Linked DNA regions of Ovis aries: region 1 is linked to region 2. Evidence: chromatin contacts called from public Hi-C data. All regions are on one chromosome and are shown on one strand. Each heading gives the region's core, a stretch centred on a gene start, on an enhancer-like site or on the middle of the called end of the contact. The rest is flanking DNA. Distances are from core to core; before and after follow the strand shown.

Evidence for each region. A called contact is a pair of places that touch in the nucleus more often than the background predicts.
Region 1: a Hi-C map of liver shows a contact between it and region 2, with 7 times the contacts expected there. The contact joins two enhancer-like sites. A contact is called at or near these places in 2 of 16 Hi-C or Micro-C datasets (liver and mixed tissues).

What each region holds. Positions count from the first base shown.
Region 1 is chr9:25,884,243-25,886,942 of ARS-UI_Ramb_v3.0, reverse strand. No RefSeq gene overlaps it. Among named protein-coding and RNA genes, the nearest start is that of MYC, 150 kb to the right of the region's middle. Within about 2 kb of position 1,447, at least 12 of the 54 cell types and tissues checked have an H3K27ac peak or open chromatin away from gene starts, as enhancers often do. A contact at or near this core is called in liver, where this site is marked.
Region 2 is chr9:25,440,710-25,443,409 of ARS-UI_Ramb_v3.0, reverse strand. No RefSeq gene overlaps it. Among named protein-coding and RNA genes, the nearest start is that of MYC, 300 kb to the left of the region's middle. Within about 2 kb of position 1,414, at least 19 of the 54 cell types and tissues checked have an H3K27ac peak or open chromatin away from gene starts, as enhancers often do. A contact at or near this core is called in liver, where this site is marked.

The DNA of each region.
Region 1 (2,700 bases), core at 198-2,697, 440 kb before region 2:
AAATAAAATAAAAGTCCTTAAGCACAAGATCTCTGTCCTGTCTCACTTGTCATTTTACCTGACCAGCTCCCCACCCACCCACCCACCAGGCAAGCAGAGGGCCAGGCATGATGAGCAAGTTTCTTCCCCACTCTGAGCCAGGAGTTCTCCATCTGGAAAATGGAGGTGAGAACACCCACCAGGTGATGCCGTAGATTCCAGTCCGTCTTCAGGAAAGATGACAAGGTCTGCATATCTATGCAACAAGCACTGAGCAAGCATAGCTGCGGGTGCCAGGCTGTGAGTGCTGCACAGAATTAGGGAGATGGCCGCAATGAGAGGCTCAGCAGGAAGACGTGCAGCGCTGCTGCTAAGCCCTGCCTTGTGCTTCTACTCTGCTTGTTGCTGTGCTAATAGCCTTGCATTGTTGTTGTTTTTCAGTCACTAAGTCCGGTCTCTTTGTGACCTCATGCACTACAGCACGCCAGACTCCTCTGTCCTCCATTGTCTCCTGGAGCTTGCTCAAATTTGTGTTCATTGAGTCAGTGATGCTATCTAACCATCTCTTCCTCTGCCTTCTCCCTTTGCCTTCAATCTTTCCCAGTATCAGGGTCTTTTTCGGTGGGTCAGCTTGCATGCTTTATCTCATCTAATAGGGGTGTGTGTGTGTTTGTGTGTATGTGTGCACATGTGCGTGCCTGTTCAAGAGAGAGACAGAGAGAGAGGATATTCCTGCTGGGTAAATAGGAGGAGCAAAGGTTCCAAGGTAGGAACACACAGTACACGTAAAGAGGACTGAATAAGTTCAGAACATTCTTTCACTTATTTGCTTAACAAATATTTACTGACATTGTCTATGTATCAGGCAGAATGAGAAAGGGCAAAGAATCAGATACGGTCCAGGAGGGAGATTGATAGCAAACACTTTGATATCACCATAACTGTGATCAAATTACAAAGTTAATGAGTAAGAACACAAGATGGTGGAGAAGTAAGGGGTTCACCTTGTCTGGGAAGTTAGGGAAAGCTTCATTGAAATGACAGTAAGTATGAAAACAGGGCTTTCCCCTCCTGGCTATGGGGTAAACATTAATTTAGCAATGAGCTCCTGAGGGAGCGAAGTCTTGGAATCTGGCCATGCCAGCACTGGGGTGAAATGAGAAGCAGGAACTAGCCCGCAGCTTCGTCTGCAGCCAGAAGATGCGGCATCAATCAAGTGAGACTCGAAGCAGGATTGGGATTGCAAATCTCAGACCAGGGCCAAGAACACAAGCCTCCCAGGAGGGTGCCAGGCTCATGGAAGAAGCACCGTGCATTTGAGTAGCTCCAGGACCTTTTCCAGACACTTTCACTCTGGATGTTTAACATGAATTATCTCATCAGAGCCTCATGGCAGATGAAAGGAGGTGGGAGTGACCAGAAGTGTCCTCACCTGACCCTGGAGAGCCCAGACAGGAGAGCTGCCTGGAGGCACCACACTCCTGGGATTAGACACGGCCCTTTCCACCCTCAACCAAAAGCACAAGCGCAGACCTTGGTCATCAAGCTGCTATTCAAACCCACAAGCTACTTTTGTTTTCTGTTAATAATAACCACATAAACAACATTTGCTTCCTGTTTCACTTTTATTTTCTAAAGCACTCTCCTTTCCATTTTCTCACTGAAGCATTCTCAACAATTCTGTTATAAAGGCTAAAAAACAACAACAAAACCCCACAAGGTTCAGATATATAACTTGCCCAAAGCCACTCAAGTAATACAAAAGTGAAAAGAAAGTGAAAGTTACTCGGTCGTGTCCGACTCTTTGCAATCCCATGGACTGTAAGCCATCAGCCTCCTCTGTCTGTGAATTCTCCAGGCAAGAACACTGGAGCAGGTTGCCATTTCCTCATCCAGGGGATCTTCCCAACCCAGCGATAGAACCTGGATCTCCTTCAAGGCAGGCAGATTCTTTACCATCTGAGTCACCAGGAAACCCCATGGTAAAGCAATGGATAAACCAAATCGTGGATTCAGGCTCTCCCAGAGAATCCTTTGCTTTCTCTGATCCACCCTATCACGCTGTCCCTCAGCCCATTTATTCCACAAATACTCACTGAAAAGCTCCTTTGTGCCAATCACTGTTCCAGGTACAGGAGATGCAATTCTTTTAAGGAATTCACAGGAGCAAACAACCTGACCCATTCCTGAACCACAAGGGTCAAGGTTATAACCAGGGTGGCAGCTAAGTGCTGAGGGTTGGGGTATCCAAGGAAGCAGCAACAAAGCCTGAGTGATGAGGGCACAGGGAAACGGGGAGGGCCCCTAAAAGAGCAGGCACTGGGGCTGAGACATGATAGAGGAGGTGGGGGGTTGTCCAGGCCAACCCAGCAGGGCAAATGTTTGAGGCAGAAGGAACTAGGGCACAGTTGTGGGCAGGCTTGACGACGATTCCAGGGAATGTGGCTAAGAGTGCGGACAGGAGACTGATGAGCTAAGAAGCCGGAAAGGAGGTAGCTGGACTTGATGCCACAAGCAAAGAAGGCCGTGGAAGTGTTTCCAGCAAGCGGTACCACATTCAGCTTTGTGATTTGAGGAAACAGGCAGTGTGGAATCTGGAATAAGTGGTCAGGAAAGAGCCTGGAAGCTAAAAACTCAGGTAAATGATGAGGGGACAGTGCAGAAAGGATATTGTATTGAAGAGAAATCTGGGACCACACTGAGCAAAACTCAGTGACCTAT
Region 2 (2,700 bases), core at 165-2,664:
TTGCTTTCAAATAGTTTTGGGGAATACTGCAGTGGGTAGCTGTTCCCTTCTCCAGGGGCTCTTCCCAAATCAGGGATCAAACCCCGGTCTCCTGCATTCCAGGCAGAGCCACCAGGGATGGCCAAGAATACTGGAGTGGGTGGACTATCCCTTCTCTAGTGGATCTTCCTGACCCGGGAATCGAACCGGGGTTTCTTGCATTGCAGGTAAATTCTTTACTGACTGAGCTATCAGGGAAGGCTTACAGAAGACTGTCTTCACCTGCCTTTGGTGAGTTCAAGGTTTCTATTTCTTTGCACTCCAGACTGAGTGTCTTAACTTCTAGAAATAAGCCAGATTGCCTCAGCTGAATTTTCTACCTTTTACGTTTCCTTGGTTGTTCCCTGAATGGAGGGAGGGTAATGAACTGTCAAGAGGATGAATGGGTGGGGTTAAAGGCTCACTGTGCTGGGACGGAGGAAGACCTGGGGTTGGGTGATCAGAGAACATGTTTTTGGGGTAGCCTTTGGGGTCACCTGATGCAACTCTAGCTGGGCGTCCACTAAAAAGAGAGTGTAGCCCAGGAGAGTGGAGTGACTCTTTATTATTTACTTTATTTTATTTTTTTGGGGGGGTGATTCCTGATGGGAGCTGAAGAGAAGCCTGAGGTTCAGAGAAGACCTATGCTGTACTCTGGTAGGTGGTAGAGGCTGTATGCCTCATGAGAACCAGATGCCAGTTAGGAAGGAACTATTGGCAGCCACTTTGCTTATATCCCTCATTCTCACCACTGCCCTAGAACCTAGGAATCTGCATTTTATCCATTAATTAATGGACGCTGAGCATAGTTAATCCAAGGTCACCCATCTCCAGCGAGAAGCGGTAGAGCTAAGATCAGATTCCACACACTCCCAGAATCTGAGATCTTTGTTTCCATGACCCCATGCCCAGCTGCCCCTCTTTAGCACAGAGGCCATGGGTGTACCTCCTGGGATCAGGTTCCCTGGGGACACATTCCAGCTCCACTGTGGAACAGCTCAAGGATCCATGGCAAATTCTTGACCCTCATCTGTGAAATGGGATGATTTTAGTACTTTCTTTATGGACTTTTCTTTTTATACTCTTATTTATTTATTTTTTGCCATGCTGAGCTGCATATGGGATTTCAATTCCCTGACCAAGGATTGAACCCCTGCCCCCCTGCTGTAGAGGCACAGAGTCCTAACCACTAGACTGCCAGGGAAGTCCTAAGAACTCCTCTTGATGATTTAAGAGATAGTGCATGTACAGCTTCTGAGACCTCCCAAGTCTGTCATGCATGTGATCCATAAATGCTGGTGTGTGATTATTATCAGGCCAGCAGGACAGGGAGGCTGCTAGCGGGCCCCTGGTGTGTGATTAGTCCTCTGTTTACTCCTCTGACTGTCCTAACTGGCAGGCGTTCGTGAGCTTGTTTTTCTGGTACGAAGGTTGCCCTGGTGTTCTGGAGTGACCCGGCAGGGCTGAGATGATTATACAACTCTACGTGCCAGGCCAAGTTCAGCACTCGCCTTGGCAGCCTGCTAAGCCAGTGCCGCTTGGATAGAGCCACTAGCCTTCAGCCTGCTCTCTCACTCTGGAAAGCTTGACCTTTACTCAGAATCGCCTTCTAAGCCCCGTGTCACCCAGCAGGCTCGTTCACCCGTTCCTCCACAGCACACACGTGGCCTTTTTCTCCTCCTCCGGGGAGACAACAGGGACTCCAGTGTCCCCCAGACGCAGACTCTTCCGTCATCTCTTTTTCTCTTCTACCGAATGTCACTGGGGTGTGTCTCGTACACTAGAGGAGTGTCGTAAAGATGTGAAAAGGTTCTGAAGGACAAAGGTTGTAGCACCCAACAGCCTGGGTCTAATCCTAGCTGTGGACTCAGCACGGCACAGAGCGACTGCTTACACTTGAGATTTTTTGGTGGCATATCGTGTAATATTACATAAATATAATGTATATGTAATAACTTCTCATCAAGTTATAAAGATTAAATACTTAAAGAGGATAGCCTGTGAAAACACACCGCCAGCACTCAATGCTAACCATTAGTTGTTATTCGTTGCTCAGTCACTCTTGTGTGATTCTTTGCGATCCCATGAATGGCAGCACACCAGGCTTCCCTGTCCTTAACTATCTCCAAAGTTTGCTCAAACTCATGTATGTTGAGTCGGTGATGCCATCCGGCCATCTCATCCTCTGTAGCCCCCTTCTCCTGTTGCATTCAATCTTTCCCAGCATCAGGGTCTTTTCCAGTGAGTCGGCTCTTTGTATCAGGTGGCCAAAGTACTGGAGCTTCAGCATCAGTCTTTCTGGTGAATATTCAGGGTTGATTTCCTTTAGGATTGACTGGTTTGATCTCCAAATGCGATCATTATTCACAGTCATAGGGAAAACTTGGGATGTATCTTCAGTCAAGACTTTGTGACCTCAGGGACTCAGTCTCACAACCTCAGGCAGGACTGCTGATGGCCGCCCTGGTGTGAGTATCAGGATATAAAAGGGGGTGAAGAAGCTGGGCCTTCCCAGGGTCAAGGATTGGACAGAGTTCTGCTCCTCTCTGTGCACCAGGTGCCTGAGCTTAAACCTGGAAGAACCATCTACCTCCATTTTCACCCCTTCACCTGTTAAGGTAGGAAGTTGGGCTCAGCAAACCCTCCCAGCACCATGGGGGCTGCAAACTCTCTGGCTGAGAA